4 separate regions of the Gossypium hirsutum genome follow, and all the other regions are linked to region 4. A link is a contact called in public Hi-C data. All regions are on one chromosome and are shown on one strand. Each heading gives the region's core, a stretch centred on a gene start, on an enhancer-like site or on the middle of the called end of the contact. The rest is flanking DNA. Distances are from core to core; before and after follow the strand shown. Region 1 holds the start of LOC107921991 (putative receptor-like protein kinase At4g00960). Region 2 holds the start of LOC107948905. Region 3 holds the start of LOC121213665 (myosin-binding protein 2). Region 4 holds the start of LOC121213668.

Region 1 (4,431 bases), core at 715-3,214, 500 kb before region 4:
CAGGCGCAGTCTAGATGTTACGAATAAGTTAAAATTTCAGACTCCAGCTTAGAGTTCTCAAATTCAAGTACAAAAATGGGAGGGGTGGTTTTAATGGCATGGGAGAGGATTGATTCATAGTGGTGTAGCCCAAGATCTTCTTTAAAGACAAAGGAATCACTCAATTATACTCCATTCTAGTCATTATAATCTGCCATGAAGCATAGTGTGCAAATGGTAGAAGCAAAGAAGTTAGTGCAACTTACTGAAAAGAAGCTTGTCTAGACTCTCATTAGTGACGTACTCATATACCAAAAGCTTTTCTGCTCCATGTACACAGTAACCAAGAAGATTAACAACATTGCGATGCTGAACACGAGCTAGCAACCTAGCCTCATTCTCGAACTCCTTTTTACCCTGTCTTGAGCTATGAGATAGCTTCTTCACTGCAACTTCTCTTCCATCATCTAGTTTCCCCTATAAATTAAGCAAAAGTCCTTAAGTTAGAGAAATTCCTTACTGTCTAGGGTTGATGAACAAGAGAAATCATCACTTTGAAACCAGAAAACAAGAGCAACATGATTGTAAAGCTTGCTGAAAGATCTGATAACTAGAAAACCAAGGCAGGCTTATTGAATCGATTGAACTAACAAAAACATTCTAGTTTCGAGTGCAACATCAATTAACAAATTGATATGCTTTGCCTCTTTTTCTTGGCATCTAAAGGGGGAAAACGGCTAAATGGTTTGACAGGGTTAAGGGAACAGATGGTTCGATTTTGATCAAAGCTAATAGTCAGAGATGGGGTCCTAAAGTAGTCTTGGCCTTTTAGGACAAGGCATTTTCGTTATTTGCTGTTCATTATATTGTTCAGCTGCAAAAGTTGAAACTTCGAATACCTAGGAAAGTAGAATCTTTCTTTTTCCTTCAAAAAGAATCTGCGGCAATCCTTTATGTCATATCAATTACATTTTTTATGGAAACAAAAGAACCATTCAATAAATCAAAAGATCAATAAAGTTCAAATTTCTAGGCAACCAAACAAGAGTTTGAGCAGGACGATCTTACCCTGTAGACAGGTCCAAAACCTCCTTCACCCAGCTTCTGATGTGGGTGGAAATCTTTGGTAGCAGCAACTAAAATCTCGAAAGGGAAATGCTTTTGCTCTTGTTGAGCTATTTTCTCCAAGTCATCTCTACTCCGCCTGTCTGATCAAAGATCACCGAAAAATTAATCATCAAAACATGTAGAAAAGCATCAAATTATTTTTCTTTCTTCTAAACTTTTCCGCATAAAAAATGGGTTTTTCATTTTACCTTTGCTTGAGATAAACTTAAAAGGTTTGATTAGATTTAGAAAGAAATCCTTGGATTTGGTCATGGAAAGTCAGAAACCTGGTAGAAACTAGATCATGAAATGAAAGAACTTTCTGAACTGAAATAGAAATAAAAAAGAAGAAAGAAATTCTAGGGAAAGATTGGAGCTTGAACAATTGGGAGAGAAAGAGGAAGGCAGAAGATTAGCTCGGGAACTTGAATGTTAAATTTGGCGTACTATATTTTCTAGCTTTTGTTGAAGGAGGAAACAGAGAAATGTATACGGAAACGTAACGTGTTGACTAGCTGGTTGACACTAGACTATTTCTCTCCTCTTTCTTCTGTATTCAATTCATCTGCCCTTTTCTTACCTTCTATAAGCATTGCTTTCACTTGTAATTTGCCACTACTACAAATCAATCACAATATACCTGCCGCTATTGTTCCCGCCGGTAAACATCATTTCGCCCCATTTTTTAAAGATAAGAAAATGAGTCTCTCCCCAAATTTAATTTGCTTCCCCTGAGGTTAAACCCTTAGGTTATATAAATTTGTTCGGAATGGATTTCTGCTTCTTTCCTTTTGGTGAGTCAACTCGTTCTCTATCATCTTCTTCGATTTCCAATTCACTATTCAGCAGCCCGTCCGAGTCGCTGCACTGTTCTTGCATGAATTATTTACTGTCATTATTATTATTATTTGAAAGATTTAGGGTCGGGTTTTTACATGAATAATAAAAAAAAATAATTACAGAAACAGGGCATGTAGTAAATTATTTATCTAAATTTATGTGAATACTATTAGCCTTAAAAATAACTCATTATTATTCAATTTCAAGTGAAAATATATATATAATTTTAAGTGGTGCTACCAGCAACACAAAAAAAGTATACTTTCTTTTTGTATTTCTTCAATATTTATTCGATATTTAAAAAGAAATTCGTATGTTTTTTTTTCGTTTGTTTGTTTAACAATATAATGGCACCACTTAAAATAAATAGTTTTGTTTCACCTAATATGATTGGGTGATGATAATTGCTTTGAGGGTTGATCCTAAATTTATTATAAAAACAATATTTACTGTTTTTGTAATTTTTTTTGTATTATCAATGTAAAGAATTCACCATTCTTATATTCAAACAAGACTCAAAGAATATATTATGGATGAAAACTAATTAAAATAAAATCAAACAGGACTTATATAAGATGAAGATCAAGATAAATATCAGCAGTGAATTCCCATTGAATTTGAAATTTCAAAATTTGGAATTGGAAAGTGAATTTTTTTCAAATTCATATAGATTTTGGATATTTTGATTACCTCTAATGTAATTAAGAATAACTTAGTAATGAGGCGAAATAAGTGTTTAAATTCAAAAATTGTCTGTGAGGTGAATTGTAACGAGAATACAAATAAATTTTATAAGAATAAATTTACAAAACAAATATTAAAATTATACATGAATTTTGACTTAATTTGTAATGTTGTTATACATAAATTTTGATTAGATTCAAACTTCCTAAATCACTAACCATTTTATTGTTATATGTTGCCTACACATAATTTTTTTTAATATAATGATTAGAACTACCCAAAACTCTTCCTCATCTGTAACTAAGGGAATAAATTACACTTCAACATACTCGAACTCCCGTCCTCTTGCACCAACAACAAGGTTGATGTCAACCGAACTAAAACTCAATCGAAACACAAATAATTGTTTTTATTCAATGTAAAAATAAATGTTGGGCATAAACTCTTGTAAACAACGAACAAAAAAAAAATAACGAAGAAATTGAAGAAATTGAACATGAATATTTTACGTGGAAAAATCCCTCCAAAGAAAATAAAAAACCATAGGCAAAGATAATTTCACTAAATTGGCAAAGATGAAGAATACAAAGATGGAAATAAAGACTAAACCCTGAATCCCGAAAATGAACCTCAAAACTTAAACACAAAATTCCCTGTAAACTTGTAAAAGCTAATATCTAAAAGTGTTATGGGTTAAATCTTTCTAAGGTAGAAAAGTGTCTATTTTATAGGCTAAATTTTGTGTACAAATTTGACTAAAACATCCCTAAAGTAATCAAAGTTTAACCGGAAGAAGAAAATTGAGAAGCTTTGGGAACACGTCGTCACGTTGTGACGTGGTTGCTGCCTCGTCAGGACGCCTTTCATCACGTGTTGAGATGTGGTGAATCTTCTTGTTGTGACGTGAACTCTATTTCGGGGAAAAATGCAAGGCACACTCCACAATAAATTGATGTATTTATTTATTAGAATATGTATAATTGAATCAAAATTAAAAATTCACGTGTATAATTGCACCAAATCAAATTTAAAAAATATCAAATTGCACATTGAATAAAGTTGATGTACAATTTTGAGTTTTATCCGTCAAACTTATAACATATTTGAAATTTTAATATATAAATAAAAATGTTAAAATATTGATGTACACGCCCAATTTTTGACCAGCCCAATAAGAGTCCAATTACAAAACAAAATAAAATAACAAACTACTTACCCAAATCCTTAATGGCCCAACATGGCCCAAAGTAATCTAAAACCCTAAACGGCCCAATAGAGCCCAAAAACTAAACAGCACCAGGGAATCCTAGGGTTCCCTCCTTTCCTATGCGTCGTTGCTGCCCATGTGACTCCAGCGCACTCGTCTCCCGAGGCATCCCCTACTTGCACCAAAACGGCAAATCCTTGCCTCCGTTGACCGCAGCGTCTGCAAAAGAAAGCCGAAAGGAATACCTACAAGAAAGACGAAAACAGCAGCCAAGAATAGTAGAGGCAGTGTAAAAACAGTGAAAAATAAAAGAAAAATATTTTGTATTTAGTCTTTATAAGCCAGAAACCAAACGATGTAAAAAGGGGGGGATTTTTGAAATACAAAAAGAAATTTTTAGAAAGGGAATCTCGTCTCTGTTATCGTTTTTGGTTTTATTTATTTTCTGTTTCTTTTTCATATAAAAAAATAAATAAAAGGGAGGAGATCATTTTATGAAAGAAAGAACACAGAGAAATTGAATAAGAAATAAGGTGATTTCCGATTTACTTTTTTTTTGTTCTTCTTCGATTCTTTTCGTTTTTACATATACTTGCAAAATAAAATAAAAGAGG
Region 2 (4,733 bases), core at 1,817-4,316, 300 kb before region 4:
GAGATTCTCTTTTTCCATCCAACTCTATAGCCCCTATGCGAGCAAGAAACTGTTGCTGTGTGCGTCCAACTATTGCATTCTTCCTAGCTTCCTCTAACTCAGCATTCTCACCAACATTCAACCCAAGAAGTAATTCAGAGGCACCAAACTTTGAAGGACCTTTGGAAGTCTGCTCAATCTCTGTACCATCTGGCATAGTAGGCCATGAATATAATCCTGGCTTGAAAGACTTGTAAGAAGCTGCACCAACCATGGGAACGGGAACCAGACCTTCCTCTATGACAAGAATTCTATAAAACTGATCCTTAATGAGTTCCAATAAAGCATTTCTAGCTTCCTTCCGAATCACTTTAGATCCTTCCATGTCAGTTTTTAATAGCTTTGCCTGCATTAAGAGTAAGAATGTTTCATCAGGTGCCACTGAAATTTAGTCTAAGTTTCACTATGTTGCATTTTCAATTCACTACAATCCAATGATGCAGTAATGCGTTCTAAAAATGAGTCAACAACAATGGATACAGTTTGCTTCTGTGAGATACACAACCATCATCTACTAATACAATTGAATTTATGAAATTTGTGGAGACTAGTTAGAAATTGAATTTAAAGGTTAAAACTTTGGAAAGGAAGCAATGCATGCAAAGAAAGAAGATTACAAACAAAACAAGAATGTAACTGCATGACAGCAAACAAAATACAAGCTTCCTGGTAAAGGTATATAAACAATGTCATACTTCACATTTGCATTTGACAATTTTGGCACGTAACATGATTTGGGTAAAAATAAGAAAGCTTTGCAAACAATACTGAAGAGGATGGACCAGAATGCACAAGTTTTTAGACACAAAAAAGATTATAACAATAAACAAACATCATCTTTTTCAAGGAAAACAAAAGCTATAGCACATTTACATTAAGTCACTATATTGCATGTAACAATTCAGCATGCAACCAGATAACCATTCAGTCATTTAACTAGAAAACAACGACCCCCATTCGGCAAAGATCCTCACCAGTTTCGGAATGATACCAGCTTCAACCATCATGCTGTGATTGCAATGGCTCAAGGCCAAATTCGACAAAACTCCACCAGCTGCTTCCTTCACTTTTATGTCATCATCATCGAGGGAATTGATAAGAAATGGTAGGATATCTGAGTTAGCAATTTTCACTCTAAGTTCTTCATCGACAGACAAGTTCCACAAAGTACACATACTTTGCTCTTTAACCTGGAAAAGTGAGTTCATAATATGTCTCAAATTTCAGCAAACAAGATAAATGTGATGAACATTTTCAAAGGTGAAATACCTCCTTTGTACCTCAGAAGTCAAGGAAGGTCGACTCAGCAAACCAGTTATCCCTTCTATTGCTCCACTTTCTGCTACTATATCTTTGTACAAATTGATTGAAGATATTGATCGTAAAAGACCGGCAGCTGCTTCACATGTAGCACTAGACTCAGAGTTAAGAAGGTTCACAGTTAAGTTTATGCAGCCTTGGAACTGCATAATGGTATCAATGCAATTCTTTCCGCCTAGTGAATATTTCCATAGTGCCACTATTGCCTGTTCTCGGTCAAGAGCATCATGGTCTAGCCCAAGCATTCGCACAAATAAAGCCACGTAGTTGTCACCTAAAGTGGAGGAGCTACTGCTTGTCCCTTCACCAACCTGGAATTAGCATAACAAGCTGCATTATTATGTACCTAAAATTAATAAACATTTCTTATCTTAAGAAATCTAAATAAGAAATAAAAAAGAAAGAGGAGTTGGGAAAAAGGAGAGGGAGAAGTTAGAATAAAAGTTTAATTTTAATTGCAAGTACATTCCAAAAACTTATGGGAAAAATAAAAAGGAAAGAGTTGCAAATTCAAAGACTAAAAGTAACCATCTAAAGTTTTTCAGGGTCCTTAAAAGCTTCAATTTAAACATAAGGCTAAGAAAAAGAAGACATGAAGCAAGAGTCTAAAGGCAAAGCTCAAGAGGTCAGCAATCAAAGTCTCTCCTAACAGCTACCGTTTAAATTGTATGAATCCAACAATGAGATGATAACATTCAATCTGTTCTGCAGGGGAGCATAAGCCAGCTCCTTATGTCACCTTTCAAATGTCTAATTATCTCATTCCAATTCAAATAAATAACCTTATGTCACCTATGTGTAACATTTCATCAAGCTCAATTATCGTTCTTTAACATCGCTCAAAATCTAGAACACTTAGACAACCATTATTTGACTTCCATTCTTAAGATTAATTTCGCCAAAGCTCCATAAAACCCATCTTCAGTGAAAACTCTATGCTACACTAATGATATGGTCTTAACAGGCACAGAGGCCCAAATATGATCTGTATAGCCGACCACCATGGCCAAAAAACAAAAGAATTACTACGTTCTATCTGAAAAAGTAAAGTTCCCAATTTTTTATCCAAAATCAAAACTTTATTCCTTCAAATATAGAGTAAACCCCAAAACAGTTTTCCAGTGAAAATGATAGTATTAACAAGTTTTAAAGGCACTTCATTTGACCAATAAGTTACATTCTGAAACCATACAGTTTCTAGTTTCTAAATTAGAAACATCTTTCATCCCATTAAACAAATAAAAAACTATATAAAAAGAAAAGAAAAACAAACAGAACAAGCTCTCGAAGTCAAATTTTGAGGACACAGATGGGAAAGCAAGAAGCTTAGACTTGGGAACTTACAGAAACAGCAGCAGATTCCTGTGGGTTGGCATCAATGGAACCACCATCATCACTAACTTTCCTAAGGACTGTGCGGAGGGAGCACGACTTGGGTTGGAGGAAACCGTTCCAAAGATGATTGAGATGGAACTTTGTAGAAAAGGTAGAGTATTTTCTCCTGGGTTTGGTGGTTGTAAACACATGCCGGGGATTGAGCAGCTTAATGTTAAAGTAAGGTGAGAGAGTAGCAGAGGCAATCATTTTTGGCCTAAAACAGTGAGATTGGAAGCAGGGTTTTGCGGGTGTGTTAGGTTTTATATTGTTATTCTCCCTGTAGAAGTGGCACTTCCCTTAGCCTTTCCTCACTGCCCGGATAATGGAATGTACTAGATTTTTGCCACCGAATATTTAAGCTTTCCTTTTTTTTTTTACTTAATTGATGAATAAGCCCTCAAGCTATACTTTTTTGAATTAGTTGCCTAAAATTTCTTTTCAACCTTTTACCCTCCGTTAAAAAAAAAAAAAAACTTTCAACTCGTGGACCATTTTTAATTATATAAAATATTAAAAATTAAAAATTTATATTAAATAAAAATAAAAAAAATTATTATTTAATATTATATTTTTCACTTCTCCTCCGTCCCCCTTCATCTTCATCTTCATCTTCATCTTCATCTTCACCTTCATCCTTCCTAATTCTTTCATTCCATATTATAAGCAAGATATATATAATTTCATTTGATGCTTTCTTTTATAACAATAAGTCATTTATTTTTATTAGAGAAATATATTTTTTAAGGGTAAATTACACCAACAGTCACTCAACTTTGGGGTAGCTGACAAAACAGTCACCTTAGTTTCATTTCAGTCACTCAACTTTGGAAAAATGACAAAGCAGTCCTTTTTGTCGTTTTCCGTCACAGATGTCACGGCAAAGTGACATGGCAGATGACGGAGTGCTTGGTGTCAAAAAACCCTTCAGCTGGTCAGTTACCACAAATTTAACAGCCCTATCAGCACCAATTTAGGGTTTAAGAAGAAAAACAAGAAGAAGAGGAGAAGGAGAAGAGAAAAAATGGAGATGCCTCCAATTTTCAAATCAACGACAACCATCACCGTCGCCAATAGCTTCCCCTATGTGAGTTTTGAAACTGATATCCACCCAGTCCGACCCTTTCCTCGCTAAAGAAATCTTCGATGTCACCACCACCCAACCCAGTTTTCGTCACTCTTACTCTTCCTTCCTCGTCCTCATCCTCAAACTCGGTTGTTCGAAGAACTTCTCTCTTATCGACGACCTTCTCGCTCGTCTAAAATCTGATCAATATCGAGTAACCCCAACTCTCTTTTCTTACCTTATCAAAATCTACGTCGAAGCTGATTTACTCGAGAAAGCTCTCAATGTGTTCTACAAAATGCTTGAATTCAACGTTAAGCCTTTACCCAGACACTTAAATCATATCCTCGAGCTTATTATTTCTCATTGTAACTTCATCATGCCTACTTTCGACCTTTTCAAGACTACCCATAAATACGGTGTTTTCCCCAATACCAAATCTTACAACATTTTGATGGGTGCGTTTTGTTTGAACGGAGATTTAAGCATTGCCTACAAAATATTCAACAAAATGTTTGAGAGAGACGTTATGCCTGATGCTGAGTCTTATAGGATATTAATGCAAGGTCTATGTAGGAAGAGTCAAGTGAATAGAGCTGTAGATTTGTTGGAAGATATGTTGAATAAAGGATTCGTACATGATTCATTGAGTTATACTACTTTGCTGAATAGTTTGTGTAAGAAGAAGAAGCTTAAAGAAGCTTATAAGCTTCTTTGTAGAATGAAAGTTAAAGGGTGTAATGTTGATATTGTGCATTATAATACTGTTATATTGGGTTTTTGTAGGAAAGGAAAAGCTATGGATGCTATTAAGGTTTTTTCGTAGCCATTACAATGGAAGAAATCATATCAACTATTGAGAAATTTTGGATTTCAGGATAACTTTAAGCGTGGATATCAATAGTGTCGTCCTTGTTTATACCACTGCAACTTT
Region 3 (4,762 bases), core at 1,397-3,896, 370 kb before region 4:
AATTCATATTATTTTAATTAATGGATTTAACACTCGCTTTTTGAGTTAGGACTAAAATTTTAATATTGAGAAGATGTGTTAAAAATAATGAAAATATAGAAGATAAACTAAATTTACAACTTATATTTTTTTAGGTAAAAAAGAGACAGCACTAGACGCTTACAACAACTAATTCATAAATTAAAGGATCTAGACCCATTACGATTTTCATGCAACAAATTTCTAATAGAAACCGGTGCAATTGCAAATAAACGGAACAAATAGTCCCCTGTATCAGCATATTTAGACATGTGGTCCGCAACCCCATTTTAATATCTCGGAATATGTCGGACACAAACCTCCCATCTTCGCCGTAATAAATAATAAAATTTGATTTAACGGAATCAAATTCTACCATTTAAGTCAAAATTGAAATTTCAAAATTTTAAAAACTGAAATTTACCAAATTATACATTATAATAGCAAAATTTAATTAGAAAATTTATTGTAATCCTGATTACTTTCTTGCCAAATATTATATATTTTGGATTAAAGAATGGAATGGCACTTAATTCTAGAAAAATCAAAAGGAGTTTAAGCTTGGACCGAATGGAAATATTTTATATAAGCCGGATTTAATGCGAAAAACAAGACTGATTTCTTTTTTTAATTTTTCTTAAAAATTCCAGATGATGCTTTAAAGCTTATGTATTTGATTGCAAAAGCAGAGGGTCTGCTAGAATTTTTCAGCCCACTTTGTGGGATCACCTCTTACCGCCCTTTTGGTCAAAAAAAAACACACTAGAAAGCTCTCTCACATTTTTTTTTTCAAAAACAAAAAAAATCTTTTATAATTGTACTCAACTTTTTGAACAATGTTCTTCAAAGTTGATCCACATTAACAAAAAAAAACCCTTAAATTTTATAAGATTATTAAAAAAAAAAAGGAGATTTTGTTTGAGTGTACTTTATTGTAAGATTAATTTCCTTTGAGCTGGAATCCTATATAGCCTGGAAATTATGTAAGGTTGATGATATAAATTAAAGTAGAGGAAGAGGGAACAAAAATCATATTTAATGGTTAATTTAATTTTTAACTTGGGGTTGGGATTTTAGGACCTAAAAAGCCAGTGGGGGCATAATTTAGATATTAAAGCTTGATTAAAGCAAATCAGCATAATTAAATTAAATAAAAAATATGAAAATTTTGTAAATAAATATCAATAATTTTATTTAAATATTTATCTTAATTTATAACAAACTTAGTAAATAAACATGTATTTATTTTTAATTCATTATTTTATTGAAATCCAGATCATTTTCTTATCTATATTGGAAGTTTCTAAAATTCGTATTACGGTAACTGAAATTGAGAATAAAATAATCTACAAATAAATCACATGATTTTTATTACTATAATTACTATTACTATTTCTCTTTTCGATATTTCTTAACATAAAAATACATTCCTCAATCGTTAAATTAAATGATCAGTTAGAGTTTGGATAATATTTCTCTTATTCTTTTAAGTGCAATAACCTTTAGGTAAACAAAATTATATTGTAAAATTTAGTTGGCATTCGTAAAAAAGAAATTATACATAGGATCAAATGTTGAATATATTACACTACTTTCTTTAATGTATTTAGATGGAAAATAATATTCAAATATTTCTTTATAGACATATAAGGTTATTTAAAAGCATATTTTATTAAATTCTTTTTGTTATACAAATAAATTTAGTTTTTTTTATTATATTTTAATCTCAATTTTCATAAGATTATGTTAAATTATTCTAATTCTTATTTTTATTACAAATTGTTTGCTAATAAGTAAATATATAATGTTGAAAAAAATTATAAATTATAATTATAATAATTTATGAAATTTACTGTTAACAAAAAGAGATTTTCTTTTTGAGGGTTAGAGTTTTTTTTTAGTTAGAATAAAATTTTATTTGAAAATAAAAATATTAAATTGATCAAAATAATAAAAATAAATAGTAAGTTGATTCAAAATTTAAGTTTACGCCTATAATTTAAGAATACATGGTAATAAGATTATAGGTATATTATTATATCCTTAAACTATTTGAGAATGTGAACAATAATAGGTTGAGAATCAAAATAACTTAATTTCATTATAGGTTGTAAGCTAATTTAGTGTTTTTATTTTTAAGAAATCCAATAAAATTATACATACTAAATATATTAATAAAATTTTAATTTACCATTTAATTAAAACTTTATTTTAATATTTTTATGCATTTTACTTTTATTATTCATCTATCTGTAGTTGATAAAATATCTAGTATATAGCAGTATAGGTAAATATACTTGTAAATTTTGAAGAAAAAAAGAAAAGAAAATAAAAGAAAAGAAGAGCAAGTTTAAGGAATCCAAAGCTAGAAACTGAAATTCAAGAGTCCATTTCTTTTCTCACACAAAGGAATAGTATGGCAGAGATAAAAAGGATAAATAGTGTCCACGAAAAACAGAGTTAAAAGGAGCAGGAAGAACATGAAGCAGCAGCAACCTGTCCTAAATGGAGCCCACTTTTAACTTTGAGAGTGGTCTCCACCAACCCATTGGTAAGGTTGGTGGGGCCTCCCATTTTCTTTGTCCCAAACAAAACAACACCAGACTGGAGGGACTGTAAGGGTGGGGGCTGCCATAGCTGGCTACCTCTACCCCTTCCATTAATCCATTGGCATCAACCTTAAGCTTAAGCTAAATGAAAATTTATCACTTAAAACAAATATCAGTTTAGTTGTTTAAGATCCCAATAGTTGCTTAATTCTGTCAAAAAAACAACCAAGGAAAATAAATTCCTTTATTTACTCTGACTCAAACCTTTTTCAATGTTTTTTAGTTTTTATTTTTGTTTTTGTGGAAAATGATTTCTATGGGTTGATTTTCCTCAGGGTTTCAGTCTTCTTTGGCTGTCACTTTCCTATTCAAAACCGCCTTTTATGATTTCCAAGTCTGAAAAAATATAATACCCATTTCTTTAGACTTTCCGATTCTTCTCTCCCTTATTGAAAAACCATTTCAATGTCACTTCTTTTTCATTCTCCATAACTCTTTTTATCTTAAGCTCTTTCGTCTTCTTCTTATCTAACAACTTCTTCTCTTTTTTTTTTTTTGTTTCTGTTTTGTCCCTTTTCTCCTCTCTGTACATAGCAGAAAACACAGAGCATCATTAATGGCTGCCAACAAATTTGCTACCATGTTGCATAAAAACACTAATAGGATCACTCTTATTCTTGTCTACGTCTTACTAGAATGGATTCTGATCGTTCTCCTCCTTTTGAATTCACTGTTTTCTTATCTGATCATCAAGTTTGCTGATTACTTTGGTCTTAAAAGGCCCTGCCTTTGGTGTTCTAGGCTTGATCATATCTTTGAGCCATCAAAGTACAAATCATATAGAGATCTTGTGTGTGATGATCATGCCAATGAGATTTCTAAATTGGGTTTTTGTTCAAATCATCGGAAACTCTCTGAATCTCGAGATATGTGTGAGGATTGCTTGTCCTCGTCGCCGTCGGAGAATGGTGATGATGAAGTGATGGAAAACGGCGATGAGGATTTCAAGTGTTCTTGTTGTGGTGTCATGGTGGAGAAAAAGTGGAATCTTCCTTGTTTCATGATTAAACCTTCCTGGGAGGTTTTGGATTATCCCCAGGAAGGAAATTTAATCACTGAAGGTGGAGAAAAAGTTGAGGGTATTATTGCAGATGAGGGTAATGCTTCAGATGGAATCAGATCAGATTTTGTGGCTGGTGATCATAAAGATGAACAGATGATTGAAGAAAACAAGAGAGTTGGCATCATTTCTGATGATGAAGGTATTGAACCAAGGGAAGTGGAAAAAGAGGAGTTTTCATATTTTGTTTCTAGTTTTGATTGCAACCAAGTGGCTGCTAATGGAGATGAAGACGATGTGGTTATAGAGAAAGATCAATCTTCAGTGGATGAAGGAGACTTAACTGTGTCAATGGCTGACCAGGGGTTAACTCAAGTCACTTGTGCCAAAGAGGAGTCTCCTGAAATTCTGAACAAGCATCTGGAGTTTTATATCGGGGGGGATGACTGCCATTTGATTCCAGTTGAATTGATGGATTCTACTGCTATGAGAAGCCAAAAAATATACGAGTTCACAGAGGAAGATGAAGACGTTGCTGGTACTGGAGATGTTATTTTGGACTTTGATTTGCAGCAACCTGGGACACGAGTGGAGTTGGTTGTGGAGAATGGTTGCAGTTCAGCGGAGAAAGTGACACCCCTTTCACCCCATGTGAGTGAAGAGGAAACCATTGATGCAGTGGATGAACCAATGGAGCCTAATGGCAAGGAGGGCTTTTCAACTCCTGCAGTGGAGCTAGATTTGATGGAGAAGGAAGATGATCAACATGTTGCTACCACTCAAGCAAATATGCCCTCCTTGAATGAAGCTGATGATGTTCAACCAAATGCCACAACAAGAGAAGAGGAAATCGATTTAGATGTTAATCAAGGTACTTGCTTAATCCAATTTGATATAAATTTTTACCAAATGCCTATTATTGAACTATTAAAGACTAAAGTTTTTTGCAATGTCTTCAGCAATATCAATAGGGACAGATGTTGTGCAGTTTAATGAAACAATTGAAGATATTCAAATACAACATTTATATGAATGCACACAAGGAGATCCCTCAACCAGTTCTGAATTACATGCAGATGCTGATCGTGGTAAACCTTAATTCCAAATTTAAAATGTCTTTTAATTTAAGAATTTT
Region 4 (4,888 bases), core at 739-3,238:
GAACATCTAATTATTCAAAAGACCCTTCAGAAAGTGCCACACAACCAGCTCCTCAATAATACACTTTTAATTAAGTGGTTTGATTTTGGGTCTTAAGTTCAATAAAAAGAACCAATTCCTAAGAATAAGCATCCATCAGGCGATAATGTTGAATAGAATTCTTAAATTGGTCATAGTCTGAATGATTCAGTCCATCCATCATGTCCTATATATTTCTAGCCATATCCAATTCCCAAATCAAAATCCTTGAAAGCAACTTGCAATATTAAGGGCAAGTCAGAAGAACATTTCAAGCAATGGATATAAGCTACTGAAAATACATGTTTATGGACAATTCAGAACAACTTTTTGAACACTGGGTGTAAGCCAAACCTTACGTAGAGTATGAGATTAATAGAATCATCCATCAAAAGCCATTCAACAATAGAACGCAACACTTTCAAAGACAGAAATGGAAAATCAAGCACACCATGAATGTTCTCTTCATTCTTATCGCATAAGGCAAAATACTGAAAAACAAGTTCCAATTTATTCCTGCAGGTCTTTTCTCACCTAAATGAGAAATAAGGTGAAAAACATAAGCAACACTCTACCATGGCCATTAATGATAATAGACTAACTTTCAATGCTTTATTTATAAATAAAGCTAACCCAAGAAATATAGGATCATAAAGGGTTGGGAATTATTTAATTAATGGGAGGAAATCTTGAGATTGAGGGATTTATTAAACCATGCCTTCCAATTCCCACTTGCCTTCCTATTAATTGATTCAGCTGCCTTCCCGTCGTCTTTCACTTTCTCAGTCCTTTGCTTCTTGCACAGCATGAAATTCCTTGCCCCTTGTGATCCAATTGTCTCCCATGGACTTAGTGCTGCAATGAAAAAACATACCAAACACCCAAAATCATGAATACTACTAATTTTCCCAAATAAAACACCATTTAACATCAAATAAGCAAATCCTGGAAATTTTTAATCTTTAAAGATTGAAATGAAAACCGACATACCATCTGATCCAGCACTGGGGCAATAAAGGAGGAAATCATTAAGATTGGATCCGAGAACAGGAAGCCGACCCTCACGAGCGTAGGATTTCAAAGCAGTATCAATGACGGCAGCAACGAGCTCTTCCTCGTTAACAACAAAACGGATCGGCCCAGCACTTCCGAGAACAGTGACGCTAATCAAGAGCCTGTTGCCCTTGGGACCCTGGCTCTTCTTCTGCTTGTAAAGCAACATTCTTTCAAAAAAATTTTGTTCAAAATTCAAAATGAAAAAGAATCAAAACCAAAAACAGGCGAATGAATAATTCACCAACAACCGAGAAAAGAGAAACAAGGGTTTGTTTTGTTATTTTGTGGGGCGTATAACAAAAAAAAAACCAAATCTGGGTTATTGGTGGAAAGGAATAGAGGTATTGAGGTGGGGTTGTTTATGGGTCAAGGCCAAGGCAGCGGTAGTACCAGCCTTCTTTGCAAGAACCGAATGCGAAAGCAGAAGCAGCGGAAAGAGGAAGGAGAGTGCTCGCCCTCGATTTGCAAAGGGAGAGCATCAATATACTACAGCTCCAAATTGTTTCCACCATTCACAAAAATACCAAAAGATCAATGGTTTGATTCCAACAAAAAGGGAAAAAGAGCCAGAAAAAAAAGAAGTTCTGGGACGCAGATTTCGACGAAAAAAGGAGAGGAATTTTAGTGGTTGTAGGTAGAAGGTGTGGGAAGCGTTTGGGGGTATTTAATAGAGGAACAAAACAAGGAAAATGATTAGGGTAATTCAGGTTGAGGTGGTATATGAGCCTTATAGAGGGGAGGCAGGAAAAGGGTTTCTTTCTCTCTCTTGCCGTAGGGTTGCACTGTATATATATATAAGGAAGTTGTTATTTCCGTATAGAGTTAGCATTTGGGTATATTTACGCGTTCATCGCTCCTTGCCCACCAAGCCACCTATTCGTTCGCAACCGCCATATTCTCCTCCTCTTTCTTTCTACAACAATAATATTCAATTTGTTTTATTTTTATAAATAAAGTTTCTTTCAAGATTTTTCCATTAAATTAGTCATATATGTCAATTTTTTATTTAGTTTTTTTAGGTAATTTTTCTAATTTAGGGAAACAGGTCGTTCTTTAGAAGAGAAATGGAAAACGTGATCAGTTAAACGCGTTTTCCTATCAGTTATACAAAAAGCTCATCCGTCAACAATTAATTCCAGCGGCTTTTTGAACGTTGGCTTGCAACGGTAAAAAGATTTAAAGGGCTCCAACGGTAATTTTTTTCTACAAATACCATGCAATTTTAATTTTTTTTCTCTCAAATCCAACTCTCTCAATTTTAGCTTGGAAAGATGTTCTACAAATACCATGGCTTTGCAACTCGATTTATCGGTGGATAGGTCAATCATCACGGGGTCAACGATCATTCCCGATAAAGAGAACCTTTGTGAGGCATTTTTGGGAAAGATCCTGAACAAGTTTCAAGGTGGTCGAATATAGATGAAGTGGTTGGAAACCAATTTCAAAGAGCTTCCTCCGAACGCGATCAACGTCATCAAAGAACAATGTGCCCGAGCATTCATCTGAGGTTAATTGGGGGCATTTTAATGCATGATAAATCTTAAATTTTGGTACGCTGGTGGCTACTAAACCTAGCTGACTTCAAAGAATACACACGACTGAGTTAGGGATCAATCGTGTTGGCCACGTTGTACCAAGATTTGTGTCAGGTGACGAAACCGGATAAGATGTCAATCGGTGGTTGCCTACTCCTGCTGCAGTCGTGGGTGTAACACCTTATAACCTAGCCTAGAAGTTTGGACCGAATCTTAGAGGTTACATTGATCATCGAAGTGATCGAAAATAATTTCACAAACGTTTAATCATTTTAAATAAAAAATTCTCAAGATGCATTAAAGCGTTCGGAAACTTAATTCCGTAGTTAAAAAAAACAAATTCAATCTAAAATAGCATTATGCAGAAATCCGCATAAAACCCTTTTTTCGCAGTTCTTAAAATTAATACAAACCAAAACAATCTAACAAGACTTAAAAATTGGGGAAGGAACCAAATGGCTCATTTTAAAACATATCCTTCTAAGACCTCCGGCATGCTGAGTCTAACATTAGAAAACAGAAATGTACCTGGAAGGGGAAACACTAAGGGGTTGAGCTACACGAGCTCAGTGTGAGTTCAAAACGTATCTAACAACGAAATTACAGATCAGAAACTAAATAGTAGTTCGATAACGAAAAGTACTTACAAAGATACACAAAAACAGAAAGCAAACTCGAAACCAATGTCCCAAACAAACGTAACAGTCAAAGCATCCAAATTACACACAGAATACTCAACAGATAAACCCGTTAACGGGTCGATACAAAAATACTAATCATCACAATCCAAAATGTCACTACGCTAACACCTCCATGCACACAAAATCGGTCATAAATGTTAAAACGAACAGGTAGATTATAAACAAGTAGCTCACATCCAGATGCATATGAATGCAACCAAAACACCTCTCCATCCCCGATCACACCCCAAAAGAGCTGTTTAAGCTCATCCAACCAAATACACCATATAGGACCTTGTATATGGACTAAGCCACTCAAATAATAATATGCAGCAAGACTGGCATATATGTAGTACAGTGCAATGCGATAACCCACTGTAAAGACATGTTGCAGCTTAAACTGCCAAATCAGATAATAGTACGCAACAAAGCTGACGTACATACGGTACAGTGTGGTAAACCGTTGTACGAATAAGTTGCAGTAAAACTGCCAGATCAGACCAGAATCAGTCTTCCTTCTCTTCACAACCAACCCTAAAATTACTTTATGCAAGTGTGTGTGTATGCTTACAACCTCACAAAAACAATGAACACGTCGAAAAAGCAGTCAAACAGAAACAGATATACCCACACACCCAGCTAACTAGGTTCAGAGTCAGACATCTCATACAACAGTCACAAATAACACATACGCCGAAGCCCAGATCAGAGTCTTCACTACCTTCACTAATGCCTAGCCAAGAGTCAAAACAAACAAACACATTTTTAGATAAAAAGCGTACACCTACTAAATTTGGTGACCTAAGACCACACGGCCGTGTGGCTGAGGCACACGCCCGTGTAAGCCAGGGACATGGCCATGTGAATAGGTCGTGTAACTCTCTATCCATTTGTACTAAAATAGAGTATAGGGCAGACACAATCGTGTGAGGGTTTCACACGCCAGTGTGCCCACCAGACACGGTCGTATGTCCAAAATACACGCTTGTGTAGGATCCCTAAATCCTCAAATTGGCCACACGGTCGTGTGGCACCAAAAACTAAATCCCTAATCCCCAAACACACACGCCCGTGTGCCTAGGGGCACGGCCATGTGAATATCAACTACAATCTCCAAATCAGCCATAGTGCCGTATAGCCAGTTCGTCTGGCACCAAATTTTGCTCAGAAACCCTTATTCTTAATTGTACACGACAGCCGAGTGAACTGCTCGTGTGGGGGCACACGTCCGTCTGGCCACCCGTGTGGTCACAAAACCACACCGAAATTGGCTACCGGTCGTGCCTTTGTTGTTGAAACACTCCCCAATCCTTAATTACTCAAAAATATATCAAAATCACACCCGATTCTAAGCTATTCCACAATAATCGCCCCTTTCAAATGATCAATTCCACAAGCACACAACGATTTTCAATTTCACAGAAACAAACCATAATTCGTTAATGAAAATTTAAAAGGTTCAAAACCCACACCTGATTCGCGATCAAACACATCCAGATGCTGACTCGACGACAAAGAAACAAAGCTTCCCAAAACCATAAACACAATCATTTTTCTTTACCAAAAAGAAAAAAATAAAGAAAAAACAGAAAAAATAGG

Evidence for each region. Hi-C and Micro-C count contacts between places; a contact is called where the count stands out from the background.
Region 1: a contact with region 4 is called in a Hi-C map of leaf, with 2.4 times the contacts expected there. The contact joins the promoter of LOC107921991 here to the promoter of LOC121213668 in region 4. A contact is called at or near these places in 3 of 34 Hi-C or Micro-C datasets (callus, leaf and petal).
Region 2: a contact with region 4 is called in a Hi-C map of leaf, with 3 times the contacts expected there. The contact joins the promoter of LOC107948905 here to the promoter of LOC121213668 in region 4. A contact is called at or near these places in 14 of 34 Hi-C or Micro-C datasets (callus, fibers, hypocotyl and 2 more).
Region 3: a Hi-C map of leaf shows a contact between it and region 4, with 2.8 times the contacts expected there. The contact joins the promoter of LOC121213665 here to the promoter of LOC121213668 in region 4. A contact is called at or near these places in 3 of 34 Hi-C or Micro-C datasets (all in leaf).

What each region holds. Positions count from the first base shown.
Region 1 is chrD01:46,107,882-46,112,312 of Gossypium_hirsutum_v2.1, forward strand. LOC107921991 (putative receptor-like protein kinase At4g00960) reads right to left here and starts at 1,965. Exons shown (of 6, transcript XM_016851799.2): 1 at 1,667-1,965; 2 at 1,048-1,187; 3 at 246-456. The coding sequence starts at 1,679. LOC121213588 reads right to left here. Exons shown (of 3, transcript XM_041086383.1): 3 at 3,321-4,062. The coding sequence ends at 3,871.
Region 2 is chrD01:46,312,434-46,317,166 of Gossypium_hirsutum_v2.1, forward strand. It overlaps LOC107948905, which reads right to left and starts at 3,067. Exons shown (of 9, transcript XM_041086547.1): 1 at 2,704-3,067; 2 at 1,320-1,670; 3 at 1,014-1,229; 4 at 1-385. The coding sequence starts at 2,943. It also overlaps the pseudogene LOC121213589.
Region 3 is chrD01:46,238,760-46,243,521 of Gossypium_hirsutum_v2.1, forward strand. It overlaps LOC121213665 (myosin-binding protein 2), which reads left to right and starts at 2,647. Exons shown (of 4, transcript XM_041086545.1): 1 at 2,647-4,498; 2 at 4,587-4,715. The coding sequence starts at 3,184.
Region 4 is chrD01:46,612,133-46,617,020 of Gossypium_hirsutum_v2.1, forward strand. It overlaps LOC121213668, which reads right to left and starts at 1,989. Exons shown (of 2, transcript XM_041086550.1): 1 at 1,009-1,989; 2 at 511-873. The coding sequence starts at 1,240. The coding sequence ends at 692.